Regions from separate parts of the Gossypium hirsutum genome. Here region 1 is linked to region 2. The links are chromatin contacts, called in public Hi-C maps. All regions are on one chromosome and are shown on one strand. The core of a region is the stretch at or near the end of the contact, and the rest is flanking DNA. Distances in the headings are between cores, read along the strand shown.

The links. A called contact is a pair of places that touch in the nucleus more often than the background predicts.
Region 1: a Hi-C map of leaf shows a contact between it and region 2, with 1.8 times the contacts expected there. The contact joins the promoter of LOC107901114 here to the promoter of LOC107901122 in region 2. A contact is called at or near these places in 3 of 34 Hi-C or Micro-C datasets (hypocotyl and leaf).

What each region holds. Positions count from the first base shown.
Region 1 is chrD06:13,365,108-13,371,147 of Gossypium_hirsutum_v2.1, reverse strand. LOC107901114 reads left to right here and starts at 3,286. Exons shown (of 1, transcript XM_016826991.2): 1 at 3,286-4,663. The coding sequence starts at 3,805. The coding sequence ends at 4,392. LOC107901113 (beta-galactosidase) reads right to left here. Exons shown (of 18, transcript XM_016826990.2): 17 at 5,724-6,040; 18 at 5,226-5,651. The coding sequence ends at 5,541. LOC107901112 (WD-40 repeat-containing protein MSI4) reads left to right here. Exons shown (of 16, transcript XM_041095721.1): 15 at 198-297; 16 at 512-968. The coding sequence ends at 613.
Region 2 is chrD06:13,152,103-13,157,744 of Gossypium_hirsutum_v2.1, reverse strand. LOC107901122 reads left to right here and starts at 3,363. Exons shown (of 7, transcript XM_041095717.1): 1 at 3,363-3,632; 2 at 4,310-4,377; 3 at 5,030-5,177; 4 at 5,255-5,335. The coding sequence starts at 3,363. It overlaps LOC107901123 (thioredoxin-like 2, chloroplastic), which reads left to right. Exons shown (of 4, transcript XM_016827003.2): 2 at 971-1,153; 3 at 1,961-2,125; 4 at 2,629-3,022. The coding sequence ends at 2,778.

The DNA of each region.
Region 1 (6,040 bases), core at 2,037-4,536, 210 kb before region 2:
TTTTGTGTTCTGGAAGGGTCCTTGATGAAAATTGTTCTGTAGGACAACATATTTGATTGTTCTCGCACAGAATTTGGTCTGACCTAGTAGATCTTTTGAGTTGGAAATTATGACATTTGAGGATTTTGTATGATTTTTGTAAAAATTTATTCCTCATTGGTTAGCAAACCTTCTCATTCTTTCGACTTTTTATATAGGGACAAAGTCGTCGACTTCCATTGGAATGCATCTGATCCATGGACTGTTGTTAGTGTATCTGATGACTGTGATAGCACTGGTGGAGGAGGGACATTACAGGTATCATCAGTTAATTTCTAGTTTCCCCTGTAGTTTTTTCATGTTGGAAAATACATTTCTTTTTTATCTTGAGATTGATTCAAATGAGCACTGCGAAGGTAGATATAAACATATATAAGTCGGGCAAAGCCCAAGGGCTTTACCTGGCATGCATATTATGGGAAACAATTATAAATTGTGACAAATGCATTAAAACTAGAATGATGATATGCAGATATGGCGGATGAGTGATCTGATCTACAGGCCAGAGGAGGAGGTTTTGGCAGAGCTGGAGAAATTCAAGTCCCATGTCATTTCATGCGCCTCAAAGCCATGAAGGATGAAGGCGCCCCAACATATTTCCAGATTGACTTGTAACAAATCTATGTAGATGCCTCAGTAGGTGACATGTAGATTTTCAGACATTGAATATTGGTAAGTGTTAGACTCTGATTACAACATTGTTGAAGACGAGTCAGTGTGGTTTGGAGGATAAAAATTATGACTCAAATCAACTAAACTCTATGATGGGAGGCAGAAGGTTCTCATTGTTTCCTCCTTTTTGATTCGGTGGTCTTGTCTTGTGCTTTGAAGATAGAACAGTTAATGTGGATTGTGTGTGGGTAAAAACTTAATTGCGTCATGAACAGTAATTATTACCTAAAATTCAACAAGCTGTCTTACTTCATTTATTCTTCATGAGTTTCTTACTATTTAGGTGGGCCCTCCTACCAAAACCAATAAATAATTAAATTAAATTTCAATTCCCAGGTGTCAAAAGGTGCCTGCAGGATTGGAAAGCTAAATTAGTTTTTTTATATAATTAATATTTTAATCATGACGTTTAACTTGTTAAACCAGTGAAAATCCTTCCCTAACAAAGATAAATTTAATTATAGATATTTATGTAATTTAGTTTAAGAAATTTATTTCAAATAGAACACCAAATAACCTTAATTTTTTTTATAGAAAAAAGCACACTTCAAATAATTTCTTTATTTTTAAAAACCTAATAAAATTATATATTATTAATTATATTTAAACTTTAAAAAAAATCACCCTGGGTGTGAAAAATATTGTTATATATAATATCTTTCATGCATGTCATTCATTTATTTGAGTGATGACTGACATATAAATTTAAGGACTAATAAATATTAATAAAATCATTCGCAGCTCAAGTGATGATTTTTTAAGTTGGTTTTTTTTAAAAGAGATTATTATTTCATTCCGGGATGATGCAATCTGGAGAAAAAAAAAACCCATGTTATAGGTGGTAAAGTATAAAGTCTAGCAAATGAACACTATGGCATATTAGTAATTGGCTCTATCATAATTCAAGTACTACGTATTTAGAGTGATTGTAATTATTTAATTCAATAAGAAATTCAGCCCCGAATGATCCAAAATAATGGGAAAAAGTTGACAAAATAACTAAACATCTACCAAATTAGAGAGGACGGTAACAAAATCATCCCTAAAATTACTTGCAAAAGTAAAACTAAAAAACATACTACAAGAGCAGACAAAAAATTCTAAAAATGAATACCCGTTAAACAAGAAAAACAAAAAAATATATAAAATTTAAAACAACATAAGTCTAAATCAACAAAGATATCAACAAAATAGATATATAATATGAAAAGAGAACAGACAAATGAAAAGAATGAGAAGAAAAAAAAGAAAAATTGAGTTAATGAGGAAGAAAAAGACTGGTATAACTAACTCGAAAGCTGGCACCATTGGTAACCAAAACAAAAGAAAAAAAGTACAACCTTGAAAAATTTTAGTTTTTTTAAAGTAACTTGTTTTGTTTTAATGTAAAAAAATTGCTTTTTTCTTTTATAGAAGGTACTAAAACTGAAAAAGAAAAAGAAGAAAGAAAGAGAAGGGATGTTAATTTTTACTTTTCGACAGATTTTTGAGATCTCGAGATGCCTGTCCCGTTAGGAAAGAAATTAAATGCTGAAAAGAAAAGAGAAATTGCCACAAAAAAGTGAAAGTTGCTTTTGTCAAACCCCTTTTATCTTTCTAATTTTCCCCTCAAATTTGATATAATTTTATAAAGGTTAAAATGCGCTGTAAAAATTAGGAATTAATTCATTTTTTTATTTCATAATTTTTTTATTTTAAAATTTTAAAATTCAAGTCTAATTATAAAACATTGTTAATATTTTTTTAAATTAATGTTAACTTTTTAATTATATAATTATTAAGTGAATATTTTTTTATTTGAAAAATATCACAACAATGAATTTAACAAAAAAAAATAGTGTTAAGAGTTGAAATTGAATTCTAAAATTTTAAAGATATAAAAACTAAATTTGATGAAATATAAAAAAAATCTAAATTTTTATTTTTAAAAAGTATAGGACTTGTGACATATTTTAACCGTGTTATATTTTTATAATAGAAAGAAGCATACGTTTTATTCTAATAGGATTATATTTAGGGTTTTAATGTAGACTAGAGGTGTGCATGGGTAGGGCCGGGCTCAACTAAAATTTTAGGCCCGTTTACTAGGCTTGGCCCCTGCCTGGCCCGAAAAATGGGCCTAAAATTTTTCCCGAGCTCGGCTTAGATAAAAATGTTAAAACCTGAGCCCGACTCGGCCTGCCCATATTAATTTTTATATTATTTTAAAAAATATATAATACATCAAAAATACTAAAAACATCAAAATAAATATTTCCCAACAAATTGAAAATAAATTTTAAAAATATGTATACTTAAATAATACTAAGTTAGATGCAACTTAACAAACAAATGCCTCTAAATAATAACAAAATTAACAATAAAATAAGTTTTATACAATATCTAAACAGTAACAACAAAATAGTAGTAACATAATAGTAAAATGGTAGCAAACTAGGGAGAAAACAATAAGAAAATAATATTAAAAAACAAAAAAATTTGTCCTTTAATGAATTCGAGCCTGGTCCGGGCCAAAAATACCTTACCCAATGCTCGACCTATTTTTTAAACGAGCCTTTTTTTGTCTAAGCCCATTTTTTGGCCTATATTTTTATTTTAAACTTTCTCACATTTCTAATGGACCTTCAGGCTGGACTGGATGACCCGACTCATGAATAGGTCTATTGTGGACTAATAATTTTTGAGAGTCAAGTAATTTCTACAAATAAAAAGGGTATAGTTGTAATTTTACAAGTCATAAAAGCCATGGGAGTACCAAAAATATTGACAAGTATTTATTTAGGGCTCCTCCATTGAAGGGTTTTCCCGCCATTTTTCTGCATAGGCTCTTCTGCCACGTAAGCACAAGCCCTCCACGCGGCACTCGCTTTTCGGCACATGGAGTCCCAGTCTCCCCGTCAAAAGATGATCAGCCACGTCATTTAAGAGATTTTAAAACCATCGAATCAGACGGCTGGCATTAAATGCATCAGCCATTAAATCAAAATCAACTTTCCGTATCATTTCCTTTACACGTCGTTATATATATAAGGTCTTCGTGGTTTACCATTTTTATCATTCGTTTTTTCTCTTTGAAGAAAAAAAAATATTAGCATGGAGGAAGAGGAGGGAAGGAAAGCGGAAACCGACGACGTCACCGGCGCCGAGTCTCCGGAGTTTAAACGGCAGAGAGATGCGGGAGTAGCTGAGTTAAGCGATGAAGTTATGGGGTGGTTATCGGTGGAAGGTAGCGAGGCTGACTCGATGAGCGAGTTGTTGAAGCTTCTGGACGACTCAGCGGAAACGACCATGTCAGCGTCATTGTACACGTATTCTCCGGCGTCGTACGGAATGAGGGTTAGGTTCAGCGACAATCCGTATTCGTCGGCGTTGATATTTCAGTCGTCGTCTTCGTACATCACCATCAACGGCAACGAAGAGAGCTGCGGGTCGTCGTTTTCGGAGTCGGAGTCGAGCGTGATGGCCAGCGTGGACATGGGTGGGATTGTAAGGTCGAAGGTGAAGGGTTTGGAAGGAATAAGGGAGTGGTTGGAAGCGGAGGAGGGTGGGGCGTGGGGGCGGAAACGAGGAAGAGGCGCGTGGGTGGGTGGTGGAGTCGGAATGGAGATGGGCATGGGACGAAGAGCAGCTGACGAAGTTGCTGGAGGAGGAGTGAGTGCCCTTTTTGAAATTTGTGAGTAAACGTGAACAGTTATGGCCACATTTGTTAATAGTGGAAATTGAAGAGTAGATTAGAGAAATAGGGTTTTAGAGAATTAATTAGACGGCATGCAGATAGAGATATGTGGCATCATAATCATTAGGGGTAAAGTAGTAGTGGTGGGAAAAAGATAAGAAGGGGATTTTCCATCAAGTGTGAGGGCCAGATTTAATAAAAAGCACGAGTTACGTGATTTTCAAGTAATTTCAAAACGTGATTGATTAATTGAACAAACACTGGTCCTTATCTCTATCCTTTCCTTTTGCTTTGCAAAGAGTATTATATTATGTAACTCCACAGTCAATATCCCTCTTTTGTCTCATGGATATCACTCAAACAACCTTCTGTGATCAACTCCTGAATTTAGTTTTTGTTCTTTAAAGAAAACCCCAAGAGCTTAAAAAAATAAACAGAAAGCCCAATCCTAAGCTCAAAAAACCAACCCACAGAAACTCTAGCTATCAGCTCTACCATCCCCAACGCCATGCCCACCGCTAAAAGTCTGGAAACACGCCGGAGACACCACCGCGCAAAAGAGGAGCCAAGGCCAAACACGCCCTCAGTAAGTGATCATGTCGTTGTGTGACATTTCCCAATCCACTCGTTGCCACCCATTGCCCCATCCCTGTCATCAAATTTGCCTACTGATCATCATTATCAACCGCCACTTCTAATCAGTGTGCCAATGGTTAATCATTCTCTACCTCCTAATTACTACCTAATTTACAACTCTTTCTGATTACCACACATCTACTCTACTTAATAGGTCAAAGATGAAACTGCAACATTATGAATACCAGAAGAGACTGTAAAATGCTATTTAAAATTTGAAAAATGCTTGGATTTTTACTTTTTTCCATTTATTTTTACAAAGAGAATCAATCCCATGTATGCTATATAAACTGAATTCCGGGAAACTAGAATAATCCTAGATTCTTTTACAAACCGATCCCATATATGCTTTCTCTGTGCTGTATCAGACAATCAATGGCTTTCTCTATGCACATAAATCATATCATCTTTGCAGTGAGCGATACCTTGAAAGCTCACAGAGATGGTAAGGAAGTATCTATGTACTGAATATGAACTAGTCTAGGCTTCTTTAATGTATCACTCTATTTAGACTTCTTCATTTGCATGCAGCTTCAACTGATAGCTTCTTCCTGCTACCTGGACATGGATCTCCTCCGAATACTTCGGGAGCCACGGTTACCGAACACGATTGTTTTCCGATGCAATTCTGCAAACAGACCATGTTAATTACAGTGAAAACTAGTAAAAATTTCAAGATCTTTCATAGGTTTAGGCATACCTTTTGGAATGCGCCATAGGACTTGTGGGCATGGCAGCTTCCTTCACGGAAGTTTCCACAACTCCCCTCAGGCATTCCATAGCTAGCAAAGTTTATTTTAGAAATTTTCTGGCCAGGAGGACACCACAAATGGGCTTTCGGTCTACTGATTCTTCCTGCGATTAGCATTCCCCGTTTCTTCATTGTTGGCTGCCCTTCAAATATATCAGCACATACACTTGCTGTTGTTCTTTTAGCCAAAGCAATCCCGTTGGGATCACCTCCCCATTCTTCATACACCACCAAAAAGTTTCCACTTGGCTTCAGCCATGAACGTG
Region 2 (5,642 bases), core at 2,114-4,613:
TTGTTTTTGCATTTTTTGTATGAAAATTAGGAGACTGATGCATCGTTTCCCTCATTTGAGTTTTGCCTTCTGTTTTTTTTTTGTATGAGAACCTATTCGTTTTGATTCTATTGGTCATAGAAGCTTTATTTTGAATTTGGATCTTGTTCTTTTATTTATTTATTTCTTGCTTACCACTGTTCTTTAATGAGTTTGGGCTAATCTATTGTCCCTTTCTCTAGGCTATTATAGATTAACAAACTCTATGCTCTACTGCAACTACAATTTTCAGCTTAGGGCTTGTGTACAGACTACAGAGCGCCTAAACTTTCTTACAATGATTTCTTTGAATCCTGTCTCAACTGGATCAAGGCATAGAGTTTTGTTTACCAGTTCTCATCTGTGCCATATTACATGCCTTAAGATCTATCAGCTTACTGATGCTTATACACCTGGTTTTTGTGGGTCACTAAGTTGGGAGTTTTCTAAATTCATTTCATCATCCCTGTGTATTATTCTATTTATTGTCAGTTCCTTTTTTACCAGAACATGGTTTCGGGATGATGTTATTTTCTGGCACATTAACTTGGTAGTGATCAGTATCTACCATTTTATGGGGGTAAGTATGTTGAATTCCGAAGTTCTGTGGTGAAATCTCTTGCAATTTTAGTTACACAGTTTCACTTGATTTGGACTTCTTATCACTTATGGCTGATAGCATTCACTTATTTATTGTTATTATGAATTGCATGAGGGTAAAACATGTTAAAAGATTTAAGCACGAAAACTTCTCCAGCATTTATGGCTTCTTCTCGTCATTCATGGCTGATAGCATTAACTTGTGGTGACTTGAGTCAGTCTTACTGCTAATTATGTATGAAATGTTGTCCTGCACTGGACTTTACTGGATTTCTTGATACTATTTGGAGAAACTATTGATTTGTGTCCTACAGATGAGATTTAGAACCATTAACCAAGTTTCTTATTGCAGGTTCATGCAACTATCACTGAAACAAACCAGCCGAAATGGTGGGAAAGGAATGCAGGACCAAATATGATTGACATTCACTCCACTCAAGAGTTTTTGAGTGCCTTAAGTGAAGCTGGAGACAGATTAGTAATTGTTGAATTTTATGGAACTTGGTGTGCTTCTTGCAAAGCTCTATTTCCTAAGGTAACTAATGCCTTTCTTGACCTCTATTCAGGTTTTGTAATACTTGAATGTTCAAAATCAACTTTTAGTCCCTATTAATTCTATTTGATTTTTGCGTTGGAAGTGCTTTAGGTATATCTTGTATAAATATAGTGTTATTCTTATTCCAATAAAATGATGAAAAATAGATAATGACTCTGAGTTGCCAAGTGGATCTTGGTTATGCTGAGTTTCACCTGGTCTTGGCAATTTATACAGAAGTTGACATTTGTTAAGGTGGTCTAGATGACATGATGATCAGTGGAGGGTTCAGTTGTTCTCCGATATAACGGCCATCCTTCTTTATCAGGAAATATTGGCACAGGGTCTTTCTATATGAAATGAAAATATGCAATCAAAAAGCTTACTGGAGCAGCATAAAGCCTTCGATGAAATTCATAATCTCTTAGTGTGAGATATCCATGAAATGCAATGGATCTTCAGATTAAATAACTGGAAAAGAGGGGGCATGTGGGGTGGGAGCACGCTTTCCAGCAACTACTACTTGTTGAGACTAATATAATTTAGTCATTTCCATGTAACCAAATAATAAAACTGATGCTTGCACTATCTACTCATCTTGTTTGACAGAGCAAAAGTTTTTCAGTTCACTGCATGCATCTACTCAAGAATGCATCTGATAACAGTTTCTCAAATCAGGCTAATAGCTGTGCTCTTTAAGTAATTAATGTTTGAAGCATTTAATGTTATCCACTTTTTGAAATAGCTGATGTTGTTTCTGAACTATGGCAACTTTTTCCTGATGTTGCCTTTTGATGAATCTGGCAGCTCTGCAGGACAGCCCAAGAAAACCCTGAAATTTTGTTCCTCAAAGTCAATTTTGATGAGAATAAGTCTATGTGTAAAAGTTTGAATGTGAAGGTGCTTCCTTATTTCCACTTCTACCGTGGTGCACATGGTCAACTGGAATCATTTTCTTGTTCGCTAGCCAAGGTTTGTATTTTATCCCCTCCGAGCCCATGGTCATGTTTGCACTTGTATAAGTTAACTGTTCTCCACTTGGCTGCTGGGAAATGGAATAGAAAGGGGAAAAAAAAAGAAGTTAGCCATAGAATAATCATAGGAAAATTTAGCCCAACATTAGAGCACTGTCCTTGAAAAAGAGGTTGATGCATTGAAATCTGGTTCTAGAGTACATTGCTTGCTCGACCATAGGTGCACCATCAGAAGAATCTTTCAGCATACTGTAACTTGCTTGAAATGCTGCATGTTAGAATAATGATTCCTTTTTTCCCTCTTTTTGGTGCTGGTTATTTGGTTAAGTGAATAGGAAGAGAAATATTCAAGGTGGAAGGACAACGTACTAGAAGACTCTTCTTTATGCATATTTAGGCTTCTGACTTGCATGTATAGACGACCAATTTTCTTATGCAACTGCATCATTTAAAGAAATATTCAAAATAAAATGATTAGCTACTTTTCCTTATCATCTGCAGTTTCAGAAAATAAAGGATGCTATCCAAACTCACAGACAACCGCATTGCAACATTGGTCCGTCAAAGGCAGTCGGAGACCTGAATCTCGAATCCGTATCTGCACCAATTGAGAAGCCAGCTGTGTCAACCCAAACAAGCGATTCGTTATAAAGCATGTGTCTCCATATGTGCATTTCCATGTATATTGCACATCCAGTCGACACTCATTTTCAGCTTATCTTAATAGTATTCCTGTATATTGGCATTTTTCTGTGTAAAAGAATACTCAAGTAGAAATTCGTAGCTTTGCAGCATTCTTTTCGTAGCTTTGCAGCATTCTTTCTCATTCTTATTCTGCCTGTTATATATGTAACCTCCAAATTCAAGTGGAAATCAAATTCCCATGTTTCTGAAATCTGAACCATCCTTACCTTTTTTTCCCCCGAACTCTATCCGTACAATATAAGAAATTCGATGTCTTAAAATGGTATGTATGCGGCTTTCACAAAGTAGATCAAACCTAGCAGCCATTGTAATGAAATGATGAAACCGTGGACCTTGGAAACAATAGATGACGAGTAAGATATCCACGTAAACCCAATCTGAATCACTAATATTAAGATAAGACATCAAAGTATGGAGACTACACCCACAACTGATCAGACGGTTGTCAATGCCCCACGTGGCTGATATCATATCCCAGGTAGCATCATATAAAAGTACAAACCTATATATACGATGAGGTGACGTCAAACATGGCAATCCTCGGACTTCAACTGCAACAAAGGTTTCCCGTCTTGACTGCTGTTTGTTATTCTCGCTTAATTTCCGCTACAATTCATGCTCCGGCTGTTGCTTCTGTCTCTAGTCTTTCGTGTAAGCTAAAAAAATGGAACAATGGTGGTAGGCTGCCACGTAGACTGGTGGTAGGCTTAGGAGCTTCATTTTGGGCTCAGTACATGAACATGGCCGGCAATAGCAAATCTTTTATTGCTTCTGCAAGGCTAAAGGGTGCTGTTGAACAGGTTTATTTTCCAATTGATTATTATTTCTTCTTTCTTCCATTTGGTTCCTGGGTTTTTTTTCATTAATAGCTTGTGGGTTATTTCAATTTTATAGGCAATTTATAAGCTTTTGAAAATGGGTTTGTATCAAAATGGAAGAAAAGAACCTCCTAACTCATTAGTTGATGCTTGATCATAATAAAGATTAAGTTCATTGGATTGTATAGTTGATCAATTCTTGGCCTGTAATAAAAGAAAATTTTGCACTTCATTTATTTATTATTCTTCATGAAAATTGTATAAGTGGGTAGGCAACAAATCTTATTGCCCTTTAGTTCTTCAGTTCAGCACCAAAGGGTTAAAAGGTATATACTTTGATATGAAACAATTGCGTTGGATTCACTGAGAATGAACTTAATCATGCATACAAGTTCTTAAATCAGAGATGATTTTGAGCTGAGTTCCCGAACCTCAATTAGGTCCTGCAATGCAATTGGTAGTAGTGAATGGTTTCACGCGCGCGCATTCACAAGTAAAAACAGCTAATCTATGAATCGAAGTGCTTGGTGGAGTTTAATAGCCTCTTCTGTTTCTTGCTTTTCAGTTCATGTATGCTTTTAGTTACTTTCTGGAGTTCTCATCATTCCACCATTGTCCTAATTCTATAGTTCACCAAATCTCCTTGCTTGGCTTCATAGGCATTGCAGAATGCGGAATGGCCAAAGCAGTTCCCCTTCAAGGACGAGGATTTCCAACGCTTCGATGAGTAAATAATCCAAACTACATCTTGCTGTTTAAATTGAACTCTTATGTTAAATTTCGTCTTTCCTTGAGGTTATTCATCTCATTTTGTTCCTGCTTTGGTTATTCCTTGCATTAATATCCTTGTTGCTGCTTTGTACTGACCATCTTCTTGATGATTTATTCACATTTGGGATTGCTGGTCGGAATTTGGAGAAGTAAATTTTCAAGCATCTTTCATCAGTTATAGAAGAATGAGAGTTGCGAAAGTGCGAGATGTTAGGCAAAACTCTTTGTTCTAACTTAAACAAAGTAACAAGATTAAAACACAAGTCTGTGGAATCTATTATTTCTCAAAGACTGGGGGCTTTTTGTTTCAATCAAGCAGTCCAAACTTGTTACCTGTATCTCATATAATTTCCCTCTAGATTTTGCCATATAAAATAGGAAAAAAGAAGTTGATTAGTACCGCTAAACAAACAGGAAAGCTCTCAGCACTCCATAACTCATCCTATATTATACTGATTAAAGGATTTAATGCTTCAGCGAGTGGTTCAATCTAGCAGATATCATTTAGCTGAAAGTTTACACTTTGCTTCAACAATTTCCAAGTTTTATTCTCAACGTTAAGCATATTGATGAGTTTCATATTTTCATAGCTTTAATTCACCTTTCAGAACATCAGATTCGATGTTCTATGAAGCGCCACGCTTTGTTACGCATATTGATGATGCAGCCATTGCTGCACTTACTAAATACTACTCAGAGGTTTTCCCTCCCAGCAATACTCCTGGAGTGAGCATCTTGGATATGTGCAGTAGTTGGGTAAGACATTCTTAGTGTTGAGATCACCCTCTTTCTCTATCACATTCTCATGATGCTGTTCTCGGTTTTATGTTTAGGTCAGTCATTTTCCAAAAGGATACAAGCAAGAACGGGTAGTTGGAATGGGTATGAATGAGGAAGAGCTTAAGCGGAACCCTGTGAGTTCAACATTTCTTCTCACTTTTTTACTGGTTGGATTATAAGCTGGTCATCAAAATGCTGCTATACAAGGGTGATTTTAGCAACAACTTGAATGATATAGTTACTTCAATCTATTAATGAGTTCTACTAAAATAATAGTATTAAGTTCTAGAAATCATTATCTGTGTGAGTTCATGAGTACAACTGAAGTATGACACTGCAGCTGTTCATGACATTATTACCTTAAATAATTGTCTTTGTAGGTTCTAACAGAATATGTTGTGCAAGACTTAAATTTGAAACCTAAGCTTCCCTTTGAAGATA